Regions from separate parts of the Pan troglodytes genome. Here region 1 is linked to region 2. A link is a contact called in public capture Hi-C data. All regions are on one chromosome and are shown on one strand. The core of a region is the stretch at or near the end of the contact, and the rest is flanking DNA. Distances in the headings are between cores, read along the strand shown.

Region 1 (6,910 bases), core at 1,583-4,082, 200 kb after region 2:
GAGTGGTCATTATTATTAATTCCTTACCAACCTCCCTTCCCCCACACCCCTCCTCATCCAGCCTTCACCCTCTCTACTCCCCCAACCCCCAATATACACACAGGAATCGGGAATTACATAGAGGGTGAGACGTATACCAATGGCACTTCATCAGAACTACTGCCTTTCTGAGACCTGAGGGCAGTAGTGTGTTGGAGCCAGTCTGCTGCAGCTTGGACAGTTGTAAACTTTTCTTCCCAACTGCTTATCCATTGACTTCAGGTTGGTAGTCTGAAGTCAGCCATGGTGGGAGTATTTACACCACAGAAATTGGCAAATGCTACAAAAGAGGACTTTTTCACCCAGAGAGCTGGTCGTGAAACAATAACCAGCCACTGCCTGGGGGTCAGGGTACCCTGAACATTGACCACAGCAGCAAGCACCTGGGAAAGGGCTAGAAAGGCCCTGGATGGGGGGTGTGGGTAGAGCTACTCAGCCCCATCTCCTTTTTCCTCCCCTCCAGCCCCCTTCAGCCCTGTGCCTGGACCACTAAGGTTGCTTCCTGACTGAGGACCCTGTACCCACTCAGCCCCCTCCACTCTCCTCTCTACTATCTTGAAATAAAAACCAACCTTAGGCCCTCCTCTTAGGGTGAGGGTGAGCCCCCCAGGCCATGTAGGCTCTGGCCCCTTTCTTCCTGCTCTTCCTCTGAGTGCCTCCACCCTTATTCACAGGCTCACTCTTGTCTCAGAGCCTCTGCCTAGACTGCTCTTCCCAGCCTCCAAACCCACTTTCCAGGGCTGATCTGCATTCACACTTCAATGTTCTTCTCTGATCACCCACCCACCCCACCTCAAGAACAATGCTTATCACAGTTTTTATCATTTTTGTGTGTGCAGTTATTTCAAGTTTTTCTCACCCACAGAGATGGAAAGCTTCAGGAAGGGAACAGGTTCTGGCTTGTTCAGCACTAATCTCCCACACAGGGCCTAAAATATAGTAGGTGCCTGATAAATATTTACCAAATGGATGAATGAACTATCCCGTTGGAACACTGATGTTAAGCAGTAAGGGAATGCTTTTAAACCAGGAGGGAGGGCTGTGCTTACAGTGGAGACCTGAGCACAGTGCGGAAGTGCAAGTCCCTGTCCCATCTTTACTTACTGTGTGATGTGGGAATCTCCATTTCCTCTCCTGTAGGATGGGATCATAATAATGACAATCACACACTTGGCAAAACCCTGAGGTTGCTACGCCATCAAATGCAACAACAGACGTGAGAATCTTCTACGAACTGCCCAGCCAAGTCTGCAGAGGACTGACAATGGGCTTGGATTCAGATCCCAGCACTGCTGCTTAGTAGCTGGGTCAGCTTGGAGAAGTGACTCAATCTCTTTGAGTGTCAGTCTCCTCAAAGATGCAGTGCAATCTCTACCTCATAGGGAAGTAGGAGAGAGACAGTGTGTCTCAAGCACTCAACACCAAGTCTAGCACGGAGTAAGCCTGAAGCTCAAGTGGGCATCCACTGTGACTATTACCTTTATCGCCAAACATATTTTATACAGGAGCTGTGTAGCATTGCTTATTGAGAAACCAAAGAATGATGTTATAGTATATGTTTTTATAATACCCCTAGGACAGGAGGGTGGGGCAGACTTTGGGGAGAGACCTCCTTGAGCATCTCTTCATGCTAGGCACTGGGCTGTACACACATGGGGAGCTGCCAGCCATCTCCGCCTGCCCTAAGGTGGTTCATTCTACAGGCTCATTCATCTCTGGAAAGTAAAACCAGCCACAGTGGAAGGAGCATCTGAGGCAGATCCTGGCCACAGGCAGAACCCTGTGGGAATCAGGCCATAGGACATTTATGCAATATGGTTGAACAGGAACAGGGTAGTGGCCTCTTAGAGCTCAGCTTCAGATCACAGGGAAATGGGGTTTCCCATAGGGCCAGGGTAGGTTCAGGATGGAGGCCAAAACCACTTGGGTAGGCTGGGCTGAGCACTTGATTGGGGGGTCAGGAGAGGGAGGTACCACAATCTGAGCACCTCCTATTAATACTTGGCAGGCTGTGGCCTGGGCACTTTAAACAGCATCAAAGCAATCCTACCAGGTAGGTGCTACTAGCCCATTTTCCAAAGGAAGAAACTAAGGCTCAGAGAAGTGAGGCCAAAATATGCTGAACCAGAATTCTACTCCTTGAGCAGGCAGCTTTCCACTGACCCAGCCTGCCTCCCCCGGGGAAGGAACCTAGGTGCTGACGGGACCTGTCCTGGGCTGTCTCCAAGGAGAGAAAGCAAGCAACAGGGCCCAGGACCCTGGACTCTCTCCCCCAAGTCTCCTCCACTTCCAAGTAGAAGTGGAGACCTCTGTATGCCTCTAGAAGAATAATATTATTAAGAATGTTATTAGCTATAATTTAATGAGCGATTATTATGTGCCAGTGAGCTTTCATTAACTCATTTAATGCTCACAACAGCCCGGTGGCTGGGTCCCTGTCTACCTTTATATATGGATGAGAAACCAAAGTCCAGAAAAGCTAGCATTGATTCCTCTGGCGCCTCTTCTACTTTTTTGGAAAATAAAAATGCGTTGTTGCAATACTTTGGAGCATCAACCCAGAATCACATAACAAGAACAGAGGAATTAGTCAGTTGCAAAGTCCTCCCTTGTGTCTACCCCAAGTCCCTCAGGCTGCAGTGAGAGCTTGACATTCCCCAGCTTCTCTGGGCCAGCCAGCAGCCACCCCCTACCATGTGGCCTTGGCCCCTCCTCTGCTGGGAATCAGGAGGGGGGTGGTCCTCCTTTGTTCCCCAGGCTTGGGGGAGCATTCCTACCCCAGAGAGGCCAGCTGAGGTCACGGGTCTATGCCCCCTCCCCAGGCCAGCCTGACCAAGCTGGCAGCCCCGTCAATCAGGTGCAGCCTGCTCAGCAGCCAGCCTTTTATTTCCTAAATTAAAAGGGCTTGTGATTCCTGATTGAATTAAAGGCGGGAAGGTCAGCTCTGAGACCAGCAGGGAGATTTCAATCACGGGAGACCGGAGGCAGCCAGGGTGGGCAGGGGGGCAAGGCAGGGAGCAGACAAGGCTGGGAGCAAGAGTAGGGACGGGCACCACCGCTTCTCTCCCAGGCCAGACCAGTCAAAGCATGGTACAAGGGTGGCTAGTCCACAGCACCCACCCCCACAACCCTTTTGAAAATGTCAGTTTGAATTAAAGAAATTTCATCCTCTGATACAGCAGACAACCTGAACTGCTGGACTAGGCAGACTTGCTTGCGTATCTGTTAGTTAAAATGCCCTCAGAAAAGTGAATTCCACAGTTTCCCTCATTTCCTACTGTCAACAGGTTCTTTCTGACTTCTCTCTTAAACTCCATGTTGGATCTTAAGGAGACAAAGATGACGCTACTTGCTTTGAAGTTATAAAGGACAGTCAATCAGCTGCTTTTTCGGCACCTATGGCTCAGGCTCAGGGATCCTGCAAACTGCCAGTGCTTTCCTGCGACCTGGGTAGACTGGGGAGAGGACTGCAATGAACACAGTCTTCCTGGCTGTGTGCTTGGGGGAAAGCTCCTCATTTGCCCAGGGACTCAGTTTCCCCATCTGTGCAATGGGCAGCATAGTCCGTACAGGATTTGCTGGAGTACTAGCCTTCCCTGGATAGTCAGGGTTGAGATGTGCCTTTTTGCTTGGGCTAGCACTGAGTCTACCTTATATATAACCCTGGAGTCCCCCTGCCAAGAGTCAAGTCAGGAAGTACAAGGGCTTGATTCCTATCTCTGCAGGGCAGATATGGAAGCCCTGGGGTAAATGCCCCATGTCCTCCAAGGATAGGCAGGAAGAACAGGCTTGACCCATGGTGGGGCTAAAGTTAAATATCAGGATGAACTGACTTCCTCAGTGAGAGTGGTTTCTGGAACTAGATCACGGAGAAGCCTTTTCCCCTCTCCCTACCCGCTACCCCCTCCGGTCCCGTGCTATCTCCATGCAGGCAGCCTTAGATATAGGGGTTGCACCACAAGTGGTGGGACTGAGATCAGACGTGAGAAAGGACTTCCTAATGGTGGGCGAGATAAGGCAGTAATATACATCATCTAAGGAGGGGTGCCTGTGGGGCACGTTTAAGGAAATAGGGAATCATGGGCACCACCTAAGGCAGTGGAGGTAAGCTCTGGGCCTGGAGCCAGAGAGCTGGTTCCCTTCTCAAACCTTGCTGGTCTTGAGCAGGTCCTTTGCCTCTTCTGCGGAAGGGAGGTGATGATGCCATCTTAGCAAACAAGGCACGCACAGGCTTCTAATGGCAGAGTGACATGGGCGGCTGAGGGTCGGTTGTGTGGGTGGCTTTTTCCTGTATATATGAATTTTATATTCCCTTCCAAAAAGTCAGTAATATCTTTTTAATGCCTTGGCATAGCTGTGTCTTTCTCTACCAGCAGATTCACAATTCCTGTTCCATGTTCCAGACACTGTTTTAAGTACTTTACATATATTTAACTCATTTAACCTTCTCAATAACTGTCATGATCCCCATTTAGAGATGGGGAAACTGAGGCACAGAGCAGTCCAGTAATTTGCCCAAACTTAGCAGTAGCAGAGTGATGGTTTGAATCGGGGCAGCCAGGCTCTGGAACAACGCTAGCACTCAAGCTAGAACTCTCTGTGATGAAAGAGTCCTTCTGTATCTGTGCTATGCAGTGTGGCAGCCATGAGCATTTGCCATATGACTTATGTGACCAAGAAACTGGATTTTACTTTTACTTCATTTTAACTTAAGTAGCTACATGGGGCTAGTGGCTGCTGTATGGGACAGTACAGCTCTAGAGACCCTGGGAACACCAGGCAGGCAGGACGAGGTCATCACTGAAGATCATTCAGATTTGTCCCTCTCATCCTCCCGTTACCCTCCTCCTGCTACTTCCAGCCTAGACTTCCAGGAAAGTTCTCCCTTTCTCCCACATTCCCCTGTGAGAGCTTCCTTGTCCATCAGCAGGTGTGTGTTCCACCCACAGCTGCCTCCTTGTTCCTGACATGCTTGAAGCTGTCTTGGAAGACCAGGACAGCCCCATGCAGGGGCCTGGCCTGGTCCCTGGTGTCTGAGTGAGCTCCCTGTAGGGCCTGGCCTATTGGTGCTGGCAACCTCTCTTGACACCAGGGAGAGACCACTTCTCCCACGAAGGGGGCCCATCCCTCCTCGGTGGACACTTTGTGACCTGAGTCCACTGGGGAGACATATATGGACAGCACTCCCACACCAGGACCTCAAGCTGGAAGCTCCCTTCTAGGTCACACCCTGTCCTGAGACCTGAGGTCTCTGCAACTGATGGGGTGTCCTGACAGCTTCCTGCTCTGCCCCTCAGGGGCTGAGGCCCAATAGAGCGCTAGATGCTAGAACCGCAAGGAGTCAGTGGTGCTACGGAGGGCTGGAACTCATTCTGAGCCTTGAAGTAGGAAAAGTTGTAGGTGAGCTAAGCCTGTGGTAGGGGGCATATCCTGCAGAAAGAAGAGTAAGGTCAGAGGGGTAGAGGCACAAAGGTTTGGCTGCATTATCATATAGGAACAAGGCAAGAGTTGAAGCCACAGGGAGCTTGGGGAGAAGAAGCAGCTAGTAACGCTAACACCCCTGTTTTAGCACCTCTGCAGGCCAGCACAGTTCTAGACCCATTATGTGTGTTATCTCATATGGCTCTCAGAACTGCCCTAGGAGGTAGACAGACCTTACAAAGAAGGAAAAGGAGACTCAAGAGGGGAGAGGCACTTGCCCAAGTCACACAGCCAGCAGCCTGGCTTCACCGGCACTGCGCATACCTGGCCTGCTTCCAAAAGACACGTGGACTTGCTTCTGCAAACAACAGATTTTCAGGAGGATCATGCCAGGCTTGTACTTTCTTATTCTTTTCTTTTCTTTTGAGACAGGGTCTCACTCTGTCACCCGTGTTAGAGTGCAGTGGTGTGATCATAGCTCAGTGCAGCCTCAACCTCCCAGGCTCAAGCAGTCCTCCCACCTCAGCCTCCAGAGTAGTTGGGATTACAGGCCTGAGCCACCACACCCGGCCCAGGTTTGTACTTTGAAAAGCTCCCTGGGGCTGCTGAATGAGAATGAATGGGAATGGGAAAGGCAGGAGACAGGAGCTGGGCAGGAAGTGGTGGCAGTAATTGAGAAAAAGAGGGCCTGGCCTGCTATGTGTAGGAAGCTAAGTCAGCAGAGAGAGGGAGAAGGCCCCAAACTGCAAAGTGGATCCACAGGGTGCTGTTGGCTGGGGTGGAGCTGAGGAGGGACTGCCAGAGAAAGTGATGACTTGCGTTTAGATCATGTCACTTTTGAGGGGCCCGTGAGAACTTCAGGGATCTGGAGCTCAGGAAGGAAAACCTGAGGTAGAGGAATGGATTTGGGGGCCAGTGTTGATGGTTGAGACCTTGAGTGGGTTCTGGGAGAAGAGAAGCAGCCCCCATCTTACCCTGAGGACTCCCAACCTCCCAGGGACCAGCAGAGGGTTGGGAGCCCTTCAAGAACACAAAAACAGAGACCCAGGAGGACGGGCATCCTAGTAATGAGGGAGGTCAACATGGGGAGACCCAGGAGGACGGCCATCCTAGTAATGAGGGAGGTCAGCATGGGGAGGCCCTGAGCAGGCCAAGGAAATAAAAACTCAAACTGGACCCTCCAGATTTGGTGCCCAGGAGGTTCTAGCAGGGACAGCAGAGGGCAGGAACCAGGTTGGGCTGTGGGGTGAGGACAGCATGGAAGGCAGGCCATGGGGAAGGGGCGCAGCTCTCCAGGAAAAGGGAGAAGATGAGGCAGTGGTTAGAAGGGAGGTGGAAGAGCACCTCTGGGGTCCCTGGGTACACCCTGCCACATGAGTAGTCCCTGGAGCTTCAGGTCTGCGTGCCCTGGCTCCTTTATGCCAAGTGTGGCTTCTCTGACTTCCTCCCT
Region 2 (6,612 bases), core at 4,028-6,527:
GGGAACGGCTCTCAGGCCCTGTCCGCACGTAACCTCACTTTCCTGCTCCCTCCTCGCCAATGCCCCGCGGGCGCGTGTCTCTGGACAGAGTTTCCGGGGGCGGATGGGTAATTTTCAGGCTGTGAACCTTGGTGGGGGTCGAGCTTCCCCTTCATTGCGGCGGGCTGCGGGCCAGGCTTCACTGGGCGTCCGCAGAGCCCGGGCCCGAGCCGCGTGTGGAGGGGCTGAGGCTCGCCTGTCCCCGCCCCCCGGGGCGGGCCGGGGGCGGGGTCCCGGCGGGGCGGAGCCATGCGCCCCCCCCTTTTTTTTAAAAGTCGGCTGGTAGCGGGGAGGATCGCGGAGGCTTGGGGCAGCCGGGTAGCTCGGAGGTCGTGGCGCTGGGGGCTAGCACCAGCGCTCTGTCGGGAGGCGCAGCGGTTAGGTGGACTGGTCAGCGGACTCACCGGCCAGGGCGCTCGGTGCTGGAATTTGATATTCATTGATCCGGGTTTTATCCCTCTTCTTTTTTCTTAAACATTTTTTTTTAAAACTGTATTGTTTCTCGTTTTAATTTATTTTTGCTTGCCATTCCCCACTTGAATCGGGCCGACGGCTTGGGGAGATTGCTCTACTTCCCCAAATCACTGTGGATTTTGGAAACCAGCAGAAAGAGGAAAGAGGTAGCAAGAGCTCCAGAGAGAAGTCGAGGAAGAGAGAGACGGGGCCAGAGAGAGCGCGCGGGCGTGCGAGCAGCGAGAGGGACAGGGGCAAAGTGAGTGACCTGCTTTTGGGGGTGACCGCCGGAGCGCGGCGTGAGCCCTCCCCCTTGGGATCCCGCAGCTGACCAGTCGCGCTGACGGACAGACAGACAGACACCGCCCCCAGCCCCAGCGCCCACCTCCTCCCCGGCCGGCGGCGGACAGTGGACGCGGCGGCGAGCCGCGGGCAGGGGCCGGAGCCCGCGCCCGGAGGCGGGGTGGAGGGGGTCGGGGCTCGCGGCGTCGCACTGAAACTTTTCGTCCAACTTCTGGGCTGTTCTCGCTTCGGAGGAGCCGTGGTCCGCGCGGGGGAAGCCGAGCCGAGCGGAGCCGCGAGAAGTGCTAGCTCGGGCCGGGAGGAGCCGCAGCCGGAGGAGGGGGAGGAGGAAGAAGAGAAGGAAGAGGAGAGGGGGCCGCAGTGGCGACTCGGCGCTCGGAAGCCGGGCTCATGGACGGGTGAGGCGGCGGTGTGCGCAGACAGTGCTCCAGCCGCGCGCGCTCCCCAGGCCCTGGCCCGGGCCTCGGGCCGGGGAGGAAGAGTAGCTCGCCGAGGCGCCGAGGAGAGCGGGCCGCCCCACAGCCCAAGCCGGAGAGGGAGCGCGAGCCGCGCCGGCCCCGGTCGGGCCTCCGAAACCATGAACTTTCTGCTGTCTTGGGTGCATTGGAGCCTTGCCTTGCTGCTCTACCTCCACCATGCCAAGGTAAGCGGTCGTGCCCGGCTGGCGCCGCGGGCCGCTGCGAGCGCCTCTCCCGGCTGGGGACGTGCGTGCGAGCGCGCGCGTGGGGGCTCCGTGCCCCACGCGGGTCCATGGGCACCAGGCGTGCGGCGTCCCCCTCTGTCGTCTTAGGTGCAGGGGGAGGGGGCGCGCGCTAGGTGGGAGGGTACCCGGAGAGAGGCTCACCGCCCACGCGGGCCCTGCCCACCCACCGGAGTCACCGCACGTACGATCTGGGCCGACCAGCCGAGGGCGGGAGCCGGAGGAGGAGGCCGAGGGGGCTGGGCTTGCGTTGCCGCTGCCGGCTGAAGTTTGCTCCCGGCCGCTGGTCCCGGACGAACTGGAAGTCTGAGCAGCGGGGGCGGGAGCCAGAGACCAGCGGGCAGGGGGTGCTCGGACCTTGGACCGCGGGAGGGCAGAGAGCGTGGAGGGGGCAGGGCGCAGGAGGGAGAGGGGGCTTGCTGTCACTGCCACTCGGTCTCTTCAGCCCTCGCCGCGAGTTTGGGAAAAGTTTTGGGGTGGATTGCTGCGGGGACCCCCCCTCCCTGCTGGGCCACCTGCGCCGCGCCAACCCCGCCCGTCCCCGCTCGCGTCCCGCTCGGTGCCCGCCCTCCCCCGCCCGGCCGGGTGCGCGCGGCGCGGAGCCGATTACATCAGCCCGGGCCTGGCCGGCCGCGTGTTCCCGGAGCCTCGGCTGCCCGAATGGGGAGCCCAGAGTGGCGAGCGGCACCCCTCCCCCCGCCAGCCCTCCGCGGGAAGGTGACCTCTCGAGGTAGCCCCAGCCCGGGGATCCAGAGAACCATCCCTACCCCTTCCTACTGTCTCCAGACCCTACCTCTGCCCAGTGCTAGGAGGAATTTCCTGACGCCCCTTCTCTTCACCCATTTCCTCTTTAGCGTGGAGAGAAGCCCCTGTCACCCCGTTTATTTTCATTTCTCTCTGCGGAGAAGATCCATCTAACCCCTTTCCGGCCCCAGAGTCCAGGGAAAGGATGATCACTGTCAGAAGTCGTGGCGCGGGAGCCCACCGGGCGCTTTGTCACATTCCACCGAAAGTCCCGACTTGGTGACAGTGTGCTTCCCTTCCCTCCCCAACAGTTCCGAGTGAGCTGTGCTTTAGCTCTCGTGGGGGTGGGTCAAGGGAGGATTTGAAGAGTCATTGCCCCACTTTACCCTTTTGGAGAAATGGCTTGAAATTTGCTGTGACACGGGCAGCATGGGAATAGTCCTTCCTGAACCCTGGAAAGGAGCTCCTGCCAGCCTTGCACACACTTTGTCCTGGTGAAAGGCAGCGCTGGAGCAGGTGTTTTTTTGGAACTCCAAACTTGCCCACCCAACTTGCTTCTGAAAGGGACTCTAAAGGGTCCCTTTCCGCTCCTCTCTGACGCCTTCCCTCAGCCAGAATTCCCTTGGAGAGGAGGCAAGAGGAAAGCCATGGACAGGGGTCGCTGCTAACACCGCAAGTTCCTCAGACCCTGGCACAAAGGCCTTGGCTACAGGCCTCCAAGTAGGGAGGAGGGGGAGGAGTGGCTGCCTGGCCACAGTGTGACCTTCAGAGGCCCCCAGAGAAGGACACCTGGCCCCTGCCTGCCTAGAACCGCCCCTCCTGTGCCCCCTGGCCTTGGAAGGGGTATGAAATTTCCGTCCCCTTTCCTCCTTGGGGCCCAGGAGGAGTGGAGGGTCCCGCAAGAATATTGTCAGGGGGAAGGCAGGGGGTGTCATGGGAATGGGTGAGGGGGCTGAGGTGCAGAATCCAGGGGGTCCCTGGAGGAGCCGCAGTGGTAAGCTGTCCAGCTGGAAGCCTGGTAACTGTTGTTTTCTCTTGAGAGGGGCTTCCTGTGACCTTGGCTGTCTCTGGGAGCAGGGCTGGGGTACCTGAGTGGGGTGCATTTGGGGTGTGTGGGAAGGAGAGGGAAAGAAAGATGGACAGTGGGACTCTCCCCTAGCAGGGTCTGGTGTTCCGTAGGCTAGAGTGCCCCTCTACTCTGCGAGTGCTGGGCGGGAGGGGAGTTGGTGAGAGCTGGAGACCCTCAGGAAGGGCTGGCAGAAGCCTTTCCTTTTGGGTGCTGTCAGGTCCGCATGTCTTGGCGTGTTGACCTTCACAGCTTCTGGCGAGGGGAGGAATGATCTGGTGCGGGTGGGGAGGGTTAGAGGAGGCCTCAGGCCTAAGGTGGTGCAGGGGGCCCCCTAGGGGCTGGGCAGTGCCAAGGCATAAAAGCCTTCCCTGATCCCTGGTGGCATTTGAAGGTGCCCAGGTGAGAGGGGCTTGGCACCTCCTCACCCTGGGAGGGAGAAGAAACCAGGGAACAGGTAGGAGTGGGAGACAGGTGAGGCTTTGGAAATCTATTGAGGCTCTGGAGAGATTTGTGTAGAGAGGAAAATGTGGTTCTCCCCCAGGGTCTCCTCCTGGGTTTTTACCCTCTAAGCAACCTGTGGGCATGCTGGGTTATTCCTAAGGACTAGAAGAGCTTGGATGGGGGAGGGTGGTTGGTGCCCTTCGGTCCTCGGCACCCCCCTCCGTCTCCAACACCAGCTCACCCTGGTATTTGTCATGTCAGCAGGAGAAGGTCACCATGTTGTTTTTCTCGCCCCTAGTCCTTCCTTCCTGCCCCAGTCCAAATTTGTCCTCCTATTTGACCTTAATACTTACCATGGCTTTGGACCAGGGAATCAGGGGGATAGTGAGAGCAGGGAGAGGGAAGTGTGGGGAAGGTACAGGGGACCTCGACAGTGAAGCATTCTGGGGTTTTCCTCCTGCATTTCGAGCTCCCCAGCCCCCAACATCTGGTTAGTCTTTAACTTCCTCGGGTTCATAACCATAGCAGTCCAGGAGTGGTGGGCATATTCTGTGCCCGTGGGGACCCCCGGTTGTGTCCTGTTCGACTCAGAAGACTTGGAGAAGCCAGAGGCTGTTGGTGGGAGGGAAGTGAGGAGGGAGGAGGGGCTGGGTGGCTGGGCCTGTGCACCCCAGCCCCTGCCCATGCCCATGCCTTGCTCTCTTTCTGTCCTCAGTGGTCCCAGGCTGCACCCATGGCAGAAGGAGGAGGGCAGAATCATCACGAAGGTGAGTCCCCCTGGCTGTTGGATGGGGTTCCCTGTCCTCTCAGGGGATGGGTGGATGGCCTAAATCCTTTTTCTTCAGAACTGTGGGGAGGAAGGGGAAGGGGCACAGGAATATAAGGATCAAGAAAGAAAGAGCTGGGCACCATGAGGTTCACCCTCAGTTTCGTGAGGACTCTCTGCTGTTCAGGTCTCTGCTAGAAGTAGGACTTGTTGCCTTTTTCTTCTGCTCTTTCCAGTAAAATTTTATTTGGAGAAGGAGTCGTGCGCACAGAGCAGGAAGACAGTGTTCAGGGATCCTAGGTGTTGGGGGAAGTGTCCCTTGTTTCCCCTAGCTCCCAGGGGAGAGTGGACATTTAGTGTCATTTCCTATATAGACATGTCCCATTTGTGGGAACTGTGACCCTTCCTGTGTGAGCTGGAGGCACAGAGGGCTCAGCCTAATGGGATCTCCCCTCCCTTCCCTGGTTTGCATTCCTTTGGGGGTGGAGAAAACCCCACTTGACTATGTTCGGGTGCTGTGAACTTCCCTCCCAGGCCAGCAGAGGGCTGGCTGTAGCTCCCAGGCGCCCCGCCCCCCTGCCCAACCGCGAGTCCGCCTGCCTTTTGTTCCGTTGTGGTTTGGATCCTCCCATTTCTCTGGGGACACCCTGGCTCTCCCCACCACTGACTGTGGCCTGTGCTCTCCACCTCTGGGGAGGGAAGGCCCTGGGGTCTTCCTTCCCGCGAGTTTCCCTGACCTAAATCTGGCGTGGCTGGGTAGTGGCCAGCAGTGGTGATGCCCAGCCTGTTCTGCCTCCTCCTTCCCCACCCCAGGAGCCCTTTCCTTGGCCTAGGACCTGGCTTCTCAGCCACTGACCGGCCCCCTGCTTCCAGTGTGCCACTTACCCCTTCCAGCTTCCCAGTGGTCTCTGGTCTGGGAGAGGCAGGACAAATGGTCTTTGTTTGCTGGAGAAAAGGTTGTCTGCGATAAATAAGGAAAACCACGAAAGCCTGGTTGTTGGAGTGTATGTGTGTGCTCCCCCAGGCAGTGGAGGCCAGCCCTCCTTGGAGGGGCGGCTGCCTGATGAAGGATGCGGGTGAGGTTCCCCCCCTCCACCTCCCATGGGACTTGGGGATTCATTCCAAGGGGAAGCTTTTTGGGGGAATTCCTACCCCAGGTCTTTTTACCCTCAGTTACCAACCCCTTGCCCAGGCCAGACCTTCCTGCTATCCCCTCCTGGGCCACAAGCCTGGCCCTCCTCTGTCCCAATTGTGATGAAGGGGCAGTTCAAAACTTCTTGATTAGTCATCTTCTCCCCTATCGACTTGGCTTTAAAAAATGACCTTTTCAGACTTCTGGTCTCGTTCACTCTTTTTGATGATGCTTTGCCGTAACCCTTCGTGGGTAGAGAAGGATTCTGTGCCCATTGGTGGTCTGGATAAAAGAAATAGAGACCTCACAGGAAGCAGTGGACTGGCCTGTTTCCCCACTGTTCTTTCTGTTTTCACACCTGTGGCCTTCTCCCCACCTTCTTCCCAATCAACCTGTTGTGTACATAGCCCCCCTCGTTGTCCTTTATTCTTCTGGAAAGCAGACCTTGGAGGGAGGAGTGAGGGGGAGGCTCAGCTGTGGTCTCTGGGGGGTGGGGGTTGGGAGCTGGGGTGGAAGTCCACGAGGCATACACTTAAGATGCTTTGGTGAAGTTCTAAACTTCATATTACCCAGGCTGAAAAAAGAGCACTTGTTCCTAGGGCTGGAAATGGAAGCCAAAACACCACCTTTTCAGCCTGTTTCAGCATCTTTAGAGATCAGTCCAACCCACTTACACAGTTGAGCAGAGTTGGAGGCCTAGAGAGGGGAGGGACTGGCCCAAGGTCATACCAACTCATGGCCAGAGCCTGGGCCTCCTCACTAGCCAGGTGTTATTTCTTCCCTCTGTGTAGGGAACCTATTTCAGGGACAGGATTGCTATGTGGTAGTGGTGGTGGGGTGCGATAGGCGTGGCAGGCTGGGCCACAATTTGGAGTAGTCATGCCAGAGTCCTGCATTTATTTATTCTCAAGGGCCCCGCCCCTGTGGCCCAGAATTACCCCTTCATGCTCCAGTGCACCCCAGGC

The links. Capture Hi-C pulls out chosen DNA fragments and counts their contacts.
Region 1: a contact with region 2 is called in a capture Hi-C map of stem cell-derived neural stem cells, with 5 times the contacts expected there. The contact joins two enhancer-like sites. A contact is called at or near these places in 1 of 1 datasets of contacts at active chromatin or transcription factors (stem cell-derived excitatory neurons) and 1 of 1 other capture datasets (stem cell-derived neural stem cells).

The regions. Positions count from the first base shown.
Region 1 is chr5:49,862,134-49,869,043 of NHGRI_mPanTro3-v2.0_pri, forward strand. No RefSeq gene overlaps it. Among named protein-coding and RNA genes, the nearest start is that of LINC03040, 31 kb to the right of the region's middle. Within about 2 kb of position 2,833, at least 1 of the 24 cell types and tissues checked has an H3K27ac peak or open chromatin away from gene starts, as enhancers often do. A contact at or near this core is called in stem cell-derived neural stem cells, where this site is marked.
Region 2 is chr5:49,661,789-49,668,400 of NHGRI_mPanTro3-v2.0_pri, forward strand. VEGFA (vascular endothelial growth factor A) reads left to right here and starts at 315. Exons shown (of 5, transcript XM_063813048.1): 1 at 315-1,438; 2 at 4,465-4,516. The coding sequence starts at 1,373. Within about 2 kb of position 5,278, at least 6 of the 24 cell types and tissues checked have an H3K27ac peak or open chromatin away from gene starts, as enhancers often do. A contact at or near this core is called in stem cell-derived neural stem cells, where this site is marked.